3 separate regions of the Sus scrofa genome follow, and regions 1 and 3 are each linked to region 2. Evidence: chromatin contacts called from public HiChIP or PLAC-seq data. All regions are on one chromosome and are shown on one strand. The core of a region is the stretch at or near the end of the contact, and the rest is flanking DNA. Distances in the headings are between cores, read along the strand shown. Region 1 holds the start of KLHL26 (kelch-like protein 26). Region 2 holds the start of UPF1 (regulator of nonsense transcripts 1). Region 3 holds the start of C2H19orf60.

Region 1 (4,580 bases), core at 192-2,691, 180 kb after region 2:
GTCTTCCCAAATCCTCTGGCCTCTCCTTGCTCCCCACTAAAGGCCTCCAAGCCCAACTCGTGTGCCTGGACCATCAGGCCTTTCTGGCCTAGTTCAGCCCAGGTCCCCACAACAAGGATTGACTCTGAAGCACACAAGGACTGACCACTTTATCATTTATCGTGTTGGCCGAAATTATTTGCTCCCATGAGCTCACCAGTGAGATAAAGCTTGAATTTTTTCCTTGGCCAGCCAAGGGTATCAGGTTGTCCTGCGGGGCTGGGAAGAGAGGGTCTGGACCACCCTGGCTTTTTGCAATGGAAAGAGGGAGGGACATCTTGCATCCTAAAGTAGGTTTTCTTCCCCTCTGAGAACCTAAAAAAATGCATACAGACAGCTTCAATTGCTGTGCCAATTCTGAGGTTCAAGCTACCAGTCTCAGGACTTGGCCTCTCTCTGACCAAAGGGAGTAAATTCTTCTGCCTTGATCTGAGCAAGACCTTGTTTCAAGTTCTATAGCCTGGGGCAGGAGGTGTGGGATTTACATACCATGGGGATTGGAGGAAGGAGTACCAAGGATGGACACTTCTCATGTTTTTTAAGACCCTCAGGGCACTCTCACCACCCTCAGGCTCCCCAAGGCCCACTCCAGCCCCTCAGGACCCCTGGGACCCCCACGGCCCCTCAGCTTCCTCTCTCAGCTTCTCCCAGGTCCCTTAGGCCTCTTTCAGAACCTCAGGTTCACTTGAGTCTCCTACTCCCAAACTTCCACAGTCCTCACCCATCCCAAGTCCCCTAAGCATGCTCTTAGGACTACTTTCAGAAACCTTAGGGTCCTTCAGCACCCTCCAGAAAGCCCCAGGCCTCAGTCTCTCCAAACTGCCCTCGGGTCCCCTTCTCAGAGTCCCCAAGACAGCCTCAACAACCTCAAAACTGTCTAAGGCCTCTGCTCAGGACCTCCCTGACTCCCAGACCACTTGGCATCATCAGTTCCCCCATGACTACATCACAGTCAGAAGCCCTGGTGTTTCCCTTCAGATAGACAGCTGTAGCTCTCAATGCCCTCTCAGGCCCCTAGTGCCGCATGCAGAAGCCTGGAGTTGCTGGGGTCCCCAGCTCGCGTTCAGAGGCCCCCTGAACAGCCCTCAGTCCCCTTAGTACTCCATGGAACCCTAAAGCCCGCAGCCCCCATAATGATCCTCGAGCCGGCTCAGGCCTCTCCTCAGCCCCTCAGGATCCCCAGGACTCCCCATAGGTCGCACCGGCCCCAGGGGCAGGCGCAGGCACACCCTGCAGGCTGAGTCTCACCTGCTCGGGCGCTCGGGGCCCGGACCCGCGCTGAAGCCGCCGCCACCAGCACCACCACCGCCGCCAGACTCCGCCATCTTCCAGCCGCCGCCACCGCGCGTGCTAGTGACGGGAACCGAGCGCGCCAGCCGGGGAGACTAAGTCGTGGGGGGTGGGGCGGGGCCTGTTCTGCGGGGGGCGGGGCACGGGCGAGGGGTGGGGTCGGGTTTGAAGAGGGAGGGGTCCTGGCCTGGGAGGGGGCGGGGCTTGGGGGGGAGCGGGCGAAGGCGGGAGTCGGATCAGCTAGGGGGTGGAGCCTGGGGAGAGGGATGGAGTCTTGGACCAGGCGCAGGCGTGGGTCTGAGGAGGGTCGGAGAATTGGCGGGAGAAGGACGAGGGGAAAGGGGCAAGATTCTACGAGAGTTGTGTCCGGGGTAAGGGGCGGGGCCTTCTGGGAGGGGCGGGGCAAAGGCAACCTTGCTGTGGGTGTGGAGAGAGGGGGACCAGGGAGAAATGGGTGGGGTGGGAAGCCGGATGGTGAAGTATGGCACTTCAGGAGCGGGGTTTGCTCTGGGAAGAGGAGGGGTGGGGCTGAGAGGAGAGGAGGGGCATGGGAAAATTAGTCAAAGACCTCTGAGAATCCCCTCTTCCTCCTTCCAGGGTCACTCCATCCTTGCGACCTCCGTCAGACTCGAACTCAGACTTCCCACCCATCTTTGGGTACCAATCCTCCCGCATCTTTCCAGAGCCTCCACCCTCAGATTCCAATCATCTGCAATCAGATCCCCAAACCTCCTGCTTCACTCTCAATTCTGGTTCCCACACCCCAAAACCTGTGTCCTCAAGCTATCTCCCCCGTCCTCTACTCAAATCTAAACTCCACTCCCCCAAATCGTTGCCCCCAGACCCTTCGAACCCACTTAAGCCCCCAAAGCCCATTCCACCAGACCCAACCCCCTTGGATCCACTAGCTCCAGCACTCCAAACACCCTAATCTCAGCCAGGGCTCAAAATCCAGCATCTGTTTCCTTGTTTTTTCTCTTGTTCTTCTTCCTTCCTGCCTACCTTTCCCCTTCTCCCTTCTGGACTCCGTGGAGCCCAGAGCCAAGAAGGCCTCTGTAAAGTTTTCAGAGATTTTGAGGCCGCCACACCCACCGCCACTAAAAGCTTAGAATCTTACCCTGCAAAGGTTCAAGCTTGCGGGGTTTTCTCTCCAGCCTTGAACCCATATATTCCTTCACCTCCTGAGTTAGCAAACCCTCCCTTGTGCAGCCTTGGGCAGGGTCCAGGGGTTCAGATGGGGCTCAGAGACTTCCTGCAGTCAGCTCTGGGAAAGGGGGGCAGACGTGGGCCCGGGGACCCCAGAGGCAGAAGCAAGGGGCCTGCCTGGGTGTGCTCCTTCAGAGAGAACCAGACTCAATTGATCCATCTCCAGCAGAGGTTCAGGTACACAGTAGGTACTCAATCATTTGTGTAAAATGCTCAGGAGTTGACACTGTGCAAGTTGATATGGCCTTGCTGACCCCTCCAGCATATAATAAGCACTCGATAAATATTGAATGTGTGAATGCATGAGCAGCTCACGTGCCAGCTACCTCTGCACACACTCCCTTCCCTGCCTGTGGTCTGCCTGCCATTTGAGCCTTTGTTCCACATGAACCACATGCAGGCATCAAACCCCACTCAGCAGAGACCTTTCGCTCCCACACTCAACACAGAGACGGCTGCAGTCACTGGTATCCATATGCACGCACACTTCATAACACCCAGATTTGACCCACATGTCAGACACACAGTCAAAAATAAGCCAGAAGCTCACTGGGCCCCTGGCTGTGCGCTCGCATGTAGCACACTACAGATGCATGGTCTGTGGACATACTAAGCACTCCAAGATCACACAGCACAGGACAGCCAGTGCAAAGGCCCTGAGGTAGGAGCATGCCTGGAGTGTTGCCTGGCAGGGAAGAGTGAGGGAGAGGGAGAAGGGAGGAGAAGATGGGGTGGGCAGAAATTAGGGGTGCTATAAGTCATTGGTGACTTTGTGGACCACTGTGGAGGCATTTCCCCTCCATAAAATGAGGTGGTGAGGGGTGGCTTGTGAGTGGAGGGAATGGAAACAACACCCACAATTGGAGGCAATATCTCGGATTAGAGACCTTGCTTAGGAGGCAAGATTTCCTGGCCAAAAGATGGTACTCATCCCAGGGTGGTGGCCAGGGAACAATGGAAGGTGATCCTATCCAGGATGTACTTTCCAGGTGGAGCTAACAGAAGATACAATAGATGGGATGGGGTGGGGCGGGGGCAGGCAGAGCGAGGCTCCCCCTGAACCTGATTGGCTGCAACACCTGGAATGCAGCAGAGGCAGGTGGGGACAGGGAGGGCCCATGAATGTTACTGCACACTCTTGTCCAGTAATGATGACCTGTGGTCTGGAAGAGCCCACAGGCAGGGACATGGCAGGCCACATCTATGGGCCTGGCCGCCATCTGGCCCACAGCCGGCACAGCTCTCCCAGAGGCAAAGGGCCTCACCACCTGCTCACTGTTCTGAAACAGCTGTGGGCCTCACAGCCACAGGTTGGAGTTGGGCAGTCTCCTTATAGCCCCCAGGTATTACAGAGGAGAAACTTGAGGCCTGGGAATTAGGAGAAGCCTTGCTTTCTTTTATTTTTTTTTTCTTTTTGTCTTTTATCTTTTTAGGGCCATACCTGCCCTAAAAAGAACATATGGATGTTCCCGGGCTAGGGGTCAAACTGAAGCTGTAGCTGCTGGCCTACACCACAGCCACAGCAACACCAGATCCTTAACACACTTAGCAAGGCCAGGGATTGAACCCGTTTCCTCATGGATACTACTTAGGTTCATTAACCACTGAGGCACGACAGAAACTCCAGCAAAGACATGCTTTCCTACAGCTTCACGCCTGGGCTTCATCCACCGTGTCTGCCCTTCACCGTTGAGTGGCCTCAGAACAAGCTGTTGAGCCTAGAGCCGCCTTCTGCTTCTCTATAAACTAGACAGGTCACCATCACATAAATGCTCACTCTCTTTGCTATTACCCTTAGTTCTGCATCCACTTCTTATGAGCCTCAAGGCCACCTTGGGTGGGTTGCTCCAACTCTACACATCAGTTTTCCCATCTTTAAAATGACTTCTTACGAGCCTCAAGGCCACCTTGGGTGGGTTGCTCCAACTCTACACATCAGTTTTCCCATCTTTAAAATGACCTGTGGGCTAGAGTTCCCCTTGTGGTTTAGCAGGTTAAGAACCCAACTAGTATGAGGATGCGGGTTTAATCCATGGCCTTGCTCA
Region 2 (4,391 bases), core at 64-2,563:
ACATCATTAAGAACAAAAGTCTCTGACGTGGCAGACCAATTTAAGTAAAACCCACCACTATTACCCCGTTGGAGGAACAAACTCAAACCCAACTTTTCCAAGGCAGGGCTGCGGAGTTACGTAACAGGTCGGTTTCAGCAACAGGCAATGCCAGAAAGAAAAACAAAACGCAAACTGCCTCCTGAATAATCTTAAAAGCCAACGAGTATGGGGTTCACGACTGGAGGCAAAAGTTCCGTTTCTGCTGGGGGAGCCTCGACCCTCCTCTCACCAGCGTCCCTGAGCCCAGGGAAATCTGAATCCGCCGCTCAGTGGGCATAAGAGGGGTAAGGGAGAGTGCTCTGAAGGTTCCGACCACAGGTAAGGGGGTGGGGCAGGGCGGTCGGATCAGCCAGAGGAGGGGACCGGAGCAGATCACCGACCCAGCTGGAGAACTCGGGGACAGGTCATCCCCGACTTGGCCAAAGACAGACCCGGAAGGGGACTTGGGACAGATCGCGTAAGACCTAGCCTGAACGAGATCCTGAAATCACCCGGACGCAACCAGAGCAGGACTTGAGGTAGGTTTGCCTGGATCCGGCTGGAGAGCGGGAGCCGGGGCAGGTTACTCCGGGGACGTCCTGAATGGGAGAGACCCCGCCAGGTTACTCCAGGCCCGACTGGAGTTTGAAACACGAGCACATCAGCCTCTGCCCCGATGGAGGGGGAGCCAGGGCAGGTTCCCGGCCGCCGAGGCCTGGCCCCATCTTCCGGCGCCGCCATGTGCCGCTCACCTGAGCGTCGAGCTGTCCGGCGGCCGCGCCCGGCCCCGCGCCGACCGGGGCCCCAGCGCCTCCACCTCCAGGACCACCGGGGGGCGTCTGCGTCTGGCTGGGGAGGGTGAAGTCGGTAAACTCGAACTCGGAGCCCTGCGTGTCGGCGCCGAGGAGCTCGGCCTCCTCGGTATCCAGGAAGGTGAGCGTCTGAGAGCTGGGCCCGTACGCCTCCACGCTCATGGTGCCGCCGCGTAGGGCCCTCAGGCCGGCTCCGCGCCGCACTCGAGCCCGCCGCTGCGCTGAGGCCTAGGCCGCAGGTCTTGGGCAGCCGCCGCCGCCGCCGCCGCCGCCGCCGCCGCGCCCGCGCTCCTGGACAAGATCAAAACGCCCGCCGCGGTGCGAACCGGGTCGAGAGCCACGCGCGCCGAGCCGCCGCCTCTGCCGCTGAGCCCCTCAGTACCACCGCTTCCTTCGGAGCCGCCCGCCCTCGCAGCCCCCGGCAGGAACCGCCGCCGCCGCCGTGCGCGTGCGCGAGCCCGACGCCGCCGCAGGTGCGCGTGCGCGAGCCCGACGCCGGCGCAGACGAACGCGCTCCTCGAGGACGCCTCCTACCGCGCCCGGACTCCCGGAGCTGAGTGGGCCGACAGAACGCGCAGCGCGCAAGCGCGGGAGGCGGGGCTTCCAACCGTCTTCCCGACGGCGGCTCGAGAAGCTAGTCTCGCTCCAACCGCTCCTCCGTGGCGCCTGGGCAGCGGATGGTGTAGATGTGGTGGTCCTTGCCCTTAGGGGCGGCGACAATGTCTTGGGTTAATTGACCGCCAACTGAATACCTTACACAGGTGGAACCCAGCTGGGGAAGCTTGTCGAGGACGGTGCGGTGCGTCCCCATCTTTTAGAGAATCTTCCTGGGCCTGTTTCCTCACCTTTAAAATGGGGATGCCTGGCACATAGTAGCTGCTCAGTGTGCATTTGTTGAATAAATTAGTGGGGACAGCCCTTAGCACAGCACATAGCACGCAGAAATGGTGGTTGCAGCAGTTCTGTACAATTATAATATTATTCAGAGGCAGTATATAACAAAGCACTTGGGAGCACTTGCTCAGGTTTGAAATCCAGACCTGGCCACCTACTGGCTGTGTGACTTTGTGCAAATGATTTCACGTCTCAGCCTAGGATTTCCTCCGCTGGGAAAGGGAAATAATAACCATTAAGATGGGCTGAGGGGAGTGCCGGTAGTGGCTCAGTGGAAACAAATCTGACTAGGAATAATGAGGATGCAAGTTTGATCCCTGGCCTCCTCAGTGGGTTAAGGATCTGGCATTGCTGTGAGCTGTGGCCTAGGCTGCAGACATGGCTTGAATCTGGAGTTGCTGTGGCTGCAGCAAAGGCCAGCAGCCGTAGCTCCAATTTGACCAATAGCCTGGGAACCTCCATATGCCGCCACTTCGGCCCTGATCTGAGGAATGTCTGTGACCCATACCACAGCTGATGGCAATTCCAGATCCTTAACCCACTGAGCGAGGCCAGGAATGGAACCCACATCCTCATGGATGCTAGATTGGGTTTCTTAACCACTGAGCCATGATGGGAGGTCCCTCTCGGAGTTTTAAATGCATGCCCTACCCTGCCTTTGATCTAGCAATTCCACTTCTAAGGATATCCTCTTATTTCCTACATATACTCACATTCGCAAAATGGCACTGTGGGAGTTCCTGTCGTGGCGCAGTGGAAACTAATCTGACTAGGAACTATGAGGTTGTGGGTCCGATCCCTGGCCTCACTCAGTGGTTAAGGATCCATCGTTGCCATGAGCTGTGGTGTAGGTCTCAAACGAGGCTCAGATCCCGCGTTGCTGTGGCTGTGGTGTAGGCTAGCAGCTGTAGCTCTGATTAGACTACTAGCCTGGGAACCTCCATATGCGCAGGTGCGGCCCTAAAAGACACACACAAGAAAAGACAAAATGGCACTGTGGGTGATAAACTAAAACATAACCATTTAACACAAAAGAAAGCAATAAAGGAGAAATTGGGGGGAAAAGATACCACATATAGAAATAAATGGCAGAAATAAGTCCCTATGAGTAATTTATTAAATGTAAATGATTAAACTCTCCACTTAAAAAAGGAGTTCCCATTGTGGCTCGGTAGTAACGAACCTGACTAGTATCCATGAGGACTCGGGTTCAATCCCTGACCTCGCTCCGTGGGTTAAGGATCAGGCATTGCCATGAACTGTGGTGTAGGTCACAGACACGGCTTGGATCCCACATTGCTGTGGCTGTAGTATAGGCTGACAGCTACAGCTCCAATTTGACCCCTAGCCTGGGAACTTCCATATGCTGCAGATGTGGTCCTAAAAAGACAAAGAAAAAAAAAAGAAGAAGTTGTCAGAATTGATTTGTTTTTTAAAAAATCGTGATCCAACTATGCTGTCTTACAGGAGACTCGCTATAGATTCCAAGACAAGTAGGTTGGAAGTAAATGGATAGAAAAGATATTCCATGCAAATGGTAACCAAGAGAGAGCTGGATTAGCTATGATAATACCAGATAAAACCGATGTTAAGGACTTCCCATTGTGGTGCAGCAGAAACGAATCCAACTAGAAACCGTGACATTGTGGGTTCGATCCCTGGCCTCACTCAGTGGGTTAAGGATCTGGCGTTACTGTGAGCTGTGGTGTAGGTCACAGACAGAGCCCAGATCTGGTGTTGCTGTGATTGTGGCATAGGCTGGCAGCTGAAGCTCCGATTGGACCCCTAGCCTGGGAACTTCCATATGCCATGGGTGCCCTAAAAAGACATAAGACCAAAAAAACAAAACAAAACAAAACAAAAGACGTTAAGACTAAAATTGTACTTGAGACGAAGAACATCATATAAGGATAAAAGTTTTTATCTATCAGAAAGAAATAACAATTATAAACATGAAAACACCTAACAACAAAGCCCCAAAATACATGAAGCAAAATATGATAAATTGGAAGGAGATATAAACAATTCAATAGTAACTATGGTTTACTATAGAGGAAGGGAGTTAAAGGTTTAAAGAGATTGAAATGTTAGAATGCATTTTTCACTTAAGACATTCTCACCCATCCTGGGAGGGTCCAGGGGACACAACTTTCAACTGTGAGAAATAAATTCGTGAGGGGAACACCAGCTTCCTAGAAGAGTTCTGTGGTCTCTCCTTCTGCTCTCTCTCTCTCTCCCTCTCCCTCTATCAAAATTTACAGCAGTAATTGCTGCCACTGAATTGGAAAACCTACATGTAATCACAGAAATTGAAACTTGAGATGGCACAGGCCAAGTCATGGCACCCAACCACCAAAGGCAAGATGGTTGTGGTTATCATCATGGATAGCAGAGTCAAGCAGCAATCAGAATAGTCTAACCCACAGAGACCTATGGCATTGGCTAGTTGATTGTAGTGTTCCTAAAAGTGAAATAAATGGGGAGCCTACTAAATTCTTATTTGATCTGTTTAAACAGAAAAGTTCTAGGTCAAGTGAACAAAAGTCTAACTTGCATCATGTCCTTTCAATCAATTCTCAGACTTGATGCATTTCACAAACCTAGAACCTCTTTAATGAAGAGGATGCTGGTACCCTTTGAGGAAGGACCCTGGTACACTAGCAA
Region 3 (4,475 bases), core at 880-3,379, 220 kb after region 2:
TGCCCTAGAGATGTACAGTGAGTCTGGTGTGCAACTGTAGGGCATGTGTGCTGAGGGAATGTATATCTAGGAGCCACCAGATGAGGACTCTGGAGTGCGCACCCTAAGGGTTGTGTGCAGGTTCAGAGGATTGGCACAGCCTGACCTTGCCAGCCCTGGGGCACACCTGGCTGGGGATGGGTGCCCAAGGATGCGTGTGCAAACCAAACATGGGGACAGCGCTCACTTCATCTTCAGCTGGTCCATCTGCATGGTATCCTCCTGCTCAGTCAGCTCTGGTGTCCCCATCAGCTGTAGCAGGGCCACCTAGTTGGGGGGTGGGCAGCAAGGAGGATGTCACAGCTGGCAGACCATCCCCCTGCCCTCCCATGTGTTAGGAAAAGATGCTGAAGCACCAGGAAAGCCAGCACCACGGTGGGGCCATAGGAAGCTGAAGTCTCAAGGGGTGCTACTAAGCCCAGGAGGAATCTGGGGTTAGGTTTAGGGGGCTCCTGAGGCCAGAGGCCGAATGGGCGGGCCCTAGAATCAGTGCAGAGCACAGCACAGGCGCAGCCTCATGTAGGCAGGGAAAGGAAATAGTGGTGAAATCTCGGCCAGTGATTGGTGGTCCAGGGTGAAGTACGTGGGGTCTCAGGGACCAGCCGGGGCTTTATAATCCCAGGGTGGATGTAGGCCAAAAACCTCGACTGAGGAGTTCCCTTGTGTCACAGCGAGTTGAGGAACCCGTGTTGTCCCTGCGCGGTGCAGGATGGGAATCCCAATGTAAACTATGATGCAGGCGTGGCTTGAGGTGAATTTGGACTGGGAATGGTAATACATCAGCAGAGTAGGCGGGGCCATGGAAACCTAGAGGGAGGAGCCGGCCCAGAACCTAGGGTGGGAGTCTAAGGTTACTCGGAATGGGACTGGGACACGGCCAGGAAACTCAAGGCCCCCAATCTTCAGGGGGTTGAGTACCACATCTGGGGTATTGGCAAAAGCCAGAGAAGAAGGAGCGCGGTAGGGGCGGAGTCTGGGATAGAGTAGGCGTGTCCTGGGGCTAAAAAAACCTGGATGTAAGTGGAGGCAGACAAGAGGGGACTAAACCTGAAAATTTCCAGTGAAACCTTAATGGACGACTAAAGTGGGGGCAAGAAGAAGTGGATTCTGGGGCGCCAGGGGCGGGACTTGAGAGGACGGAATCTGGCCCCTCCCCCAAGTGGCGCCCAATGGGCCAAGGCCCGAGAGACAAGCCCTAGAGTAGGACACACTGCTGCCGGGCGGGGCCTCACCGTGGCCAGGCGCGTCTCCTCCAGCTGCTGCAGCCTGCGCACGTGGCTCGCGAGCAGCGGCTGCTGTCGGGGTCCGGTCAGCTCCGCCTCCACCGCCAGCACTTCCCGAGAGGCGGCGGTGAAAGCCTGGGTCACCTCGTGTACCGTGCTCCGGTAGCGCGGGAAGTCGTAAGGCGGGCCGCTGCTCAGGTACTGGCGGTGGCCTCTGTGGCAGGTGGGGGTCCTGAGGCTACGGTCCCAGCTCTCAGTCCCTGCACCCGAATCGACCACCTGAAAGCCCCCCAAGAAGTGTCCCTGCCCTGGACCCCAGAGTATGGAGGACGTTGTGAGTACCGCAGGGTAACCCAAAACGGGCCCACCCCTGCGCATGGGGAGGGGGAAAGATCTGGTCTCCCTGTAAATCCCGCCCCACCTCTGACACTGCGTTCGCTCAGGTTCCCAGATTCTTCCCACGGCGCACCCGTCCCGCGAGCGGGCTGGGTGCTGAACCTTGCGACTTCTCCTTTCCCCTACGCCCACACTTACTCCTCCAGCCGACGGAAGGCCTGCGCGCGCTCAGCCTGCAACTGGTGGATGCGCTGTACCAGCACCCGGATCGGGGCATCTTTCTATGGGGCGGGGGGCAGGGCTGGGGCATGAAAACGGCGCCCTCGGGCCTGCACCGCCCACCCCATGCCTGTTCCCGCTCGGGCTCGAGCTCACCCAAGGCCACACCAGCTCCTCTCTTTCCGGGCCTCCCGTGTTATCCGCAGCCTCAGGAACCGCGGAGACAGCCGACTCTGCCGCGGCCTCGGCGGTGATCATGACTGCGCAGCCCTGGCCCCGCCCGGGAGCAGGTTGCATCGCTGCGCCAGGCGCCCCCTGGAGGCCCGGAGGCTTCTAGACCCAGCCTGCGGCAGGAAAAACTTGAGCGATCCTGGGGAAGACTGGGAAGCGAAGACAGCCAGCTTCTCTGTCCTGACACTCTCCAAGCACCCCCCACTCCCTTGTTTCCGTCCAGCGCCTGCCTTCTTAACATTTTTGATCTTGAAATGTACAGGTTCACTATAGAGCAAGGGTATTCCTCGGTTTGTTTCCATACGATGTCAACGCTCGACTTCCATCTCCTCACATCCCATCTCCACTCAAATAAGGAATGGAACCTGAGGTGATATCCGTCATCTAATGCCATAAGCTTGTGACAAGAGTAGAATCTGGAGTTCCCGTCATGCCTCAGTGGCTAACGCATCTGACTAGGAACCATGAGATTGTGGGTTCGATCCCTGGCCTTGCTCAGCGGATTAGGAATCCGGCGTTGCCTCAAGCTGTGGTGTAGGTCGCAGACACAGGTTGGATCCTGCGTGGCTGTGCCTGCGGCGTAGGCCAGTGGCTACAGCTCTGATTAGACTCCTAGCCTGGGAACCTCCATATGCCTCGGGTATGGCCCTAGAAAAGACAAAAAAAAAAAAAAAAAAAAAAGAGTACAATCTGAACGCAAGTTGACACTGGAGTCACTGGAACCCAGTCCACAGCAGATTCCCCGGGAACTACTCAGAAATGAGCTAGGAGAACCTGTGCAAAGGCCCTGATGTGGGAGTCTGGGGCAGGGCTGAGGCCAGCAGGGGTTCATATTAACCACAGAGGCCTGGGAGCTGGAGATAGAGCTCATGGGGTAGAGGAGAAAAATGGTGGTAGCCTGGCCTAAAGAGAAGGGGGTAATTGAACAAGATGAAAATCAACCACCTGGGGTATTAAGTGACAGCCTTTAGATGACACTCCAGGTCTCAGCTGTTTTTATTTATTTTATTTATTTATTTATTTTTGGTCTTTTTGCTATTTCTTTGGGCTGCTCCCGCGGCATATGGAGGTTCCCAGGCTAGGGGTCTAATCGGAGCTGTAGTCACTGGCCTACGCCAGAGCCACAGCAACGCTGGATCCAAGCCGCGTCTGCAACCTACACCACAGCTCATGGCAAGGGCAGGGACCCAAACCCGCAACCTCATGGTTCCTAGTCGGATTCGCTAACCACTGCGCCACGACGGGAACTCCTCAGCTGTTTTTAGGAAACACTGTCTAGGTTTGGGTTGTCATCTACAAGCTCCAATTTTTGCAAGACAAAAAAAAGGCATTGTCTTACCAGGGAACTACAACCCTCACCCGATTTGCTGGGGCCTGCCCTTCCCAAACATCATTGGTCTTGGGTGGGGCCCAGAAGCTAATGGTCAGTCCAAACTGAGAACAGGTGTTTTATGTGAGATGAGGGTGTTCCTTTCTACCTGCCCACACTTGAACACCTTTAGGGCCCAAGAATGAGAGTTGTCAATGTGCCTGACCAGACCCCATCAGACACTAGGCTTAGTCTATTCTCAGGTTATAGATAACATAACCCAGATGGGCAGGCTATGTGTGGCTCAAACTTTCCTGTGCTGTGGTTATGACAACTTCAGATGGGAAGGGCAGGGACCATGGCCCATTTTACAGATAATACAGCTGGAACCCAGGATAAAGGACCCCCATGCACTATGACAAATTGGGTAATAGCAAGTCCCTAGGGGAGACACCTACACTCAACCACCTCCCCATTGGACAGACCAGCCACAGGGACACCAGTTACTGCTCCAGTCAACGAAAGGGAAACTTTATTGAGGCCCCAGGGCCATGGGGCTTGGGCAGGAGGCTGCCCTGCAGACAAAGGAGAAGCTGGTGGAAAGGTCTTATTTGACCTTCTTCTTGGGGCGCAGGTTGTTGGTGTGGCCACACTTCTTCTTGCGGCAGTTCACCGCGCGGGGATGCAGGCGAGCATAACACCTGAACAAAGACAAGAAGAAGTGATAAGGGCACACCCTGACTCCCTCCAAACCAAGGCCAGCCCAGCCCCCACATCTGAGAGTGCATACTTGCGGCAGATCATCTTGTCGCAGTTGTATTTCTGAGCGAGCTGGCGGAGGGAGGGCTCGATGATGCCACCTCGCAGACGAAGCACCAAGTGCAGGGTGGACTCTACATGAAATGAAGGGTGGAGAGACAGCAACTAAGCCTAGGCCCAGCACCTCAGTTCCACAAGTGCAGGGCAGCCTCCACCACCCTGTAGACCAGAGCTTCTCAAGTGTGATGGGGACACATCAGAATCTCCGGGGTGTTCTATGTGTAGATGGACACACCACCCCATTCCACCCCACCACCTGCATCCTGTTATTTCCCACCAGTTCTCAGGGGGGGTCTGAG

Evidence for each region. HiChIP or PLAC-seq counts read pairs in DNA pulled down with a chosen protein or histone mark.
Region 1: an H3K27ac HiChIP or PLAC-seq map of skeletal muscle shows a contact between it and region 2, with 6 times the contacts expected there. The contact joins the promoter of KLHL26 here to the promoter of UPF1 in region 2. A contact is called at or near these places in 1 of 47 Hi-C or Micro-C datasets (mesenteric adipose tissue) and 2 of 2 datasets of contacts at active chromatin or transcription factors (alveolar macrophages and skeletal muscle).
Region 3: a contact with region 2 is called in an H3K27ac HiChIP or PLAC-seq map of alveolar macrophages. The contact joins the promoter of C2H19orf60 here to the promoter of UPF1 in region 2. A contact is called at or near these places in 1 of 5 promoter capture datasets (fetal liver), 12 of 47 Hi-C or Micro-C datasets (alveolar macrophages, embryonic fibroblasts, epiblast stem cells and 8 more) and 2 of 2 datasets of contacts at active chromatin or transcription factors (alveolar macrophages and skeletal muscle).

Annotation. Positions count from the first base shown.
Region 1 is chr2:59,192,507-59,197,086 of Sscrofa11.1, forward strand. KLHL26 (kelch-like protein 26) reads right to left here and starts at 1,442. Exons shown (of 3, transcript XM_003123523.5): 1 at 1,288-1,442. The coding sequence starts at 1,364.
Region 2 is chr2:59,012,233-59,016,623 of Sscrofa11.1, forward strand. UPF1 (regulator of nonsense transcripts 1) reads right to left here and starts at 1,314. Exons shown (of 24, transcript XM_021083471.1): 1 at 774-1,314. The coding sequence starts at 995.
Region 3 is chr2:59,234,942-59,239,416 of Sscrofa11.1, forward strand. It overlaps C2H19orf60, which reads right to left and starts at 2,130. Exons shown (of 5, transcript XM_005652933.3): 1 at 1,974-2,130; 2 at 1,797-1,879; 3 at 1,272-1,522; 4 at 227-306. The coding sequence starts at 1,875. LOC106508380 (a long non-coding RNA gene) reads left to right here and starts at 1,270. Exons shown (of 2, transcript XR_001305188.2): 1 at 1,270-1,596; 2 at 1,706-2,320. It overlaps UBA52 (ubiquitin A-52 residue ribosomal protein fusion product 1), which reads right to left. Exons shown (of 5, transcript NM_214211.1): 4 at 4,148-4,250; 5 at 3,863-4,058. The coding sequence ends at 3,965.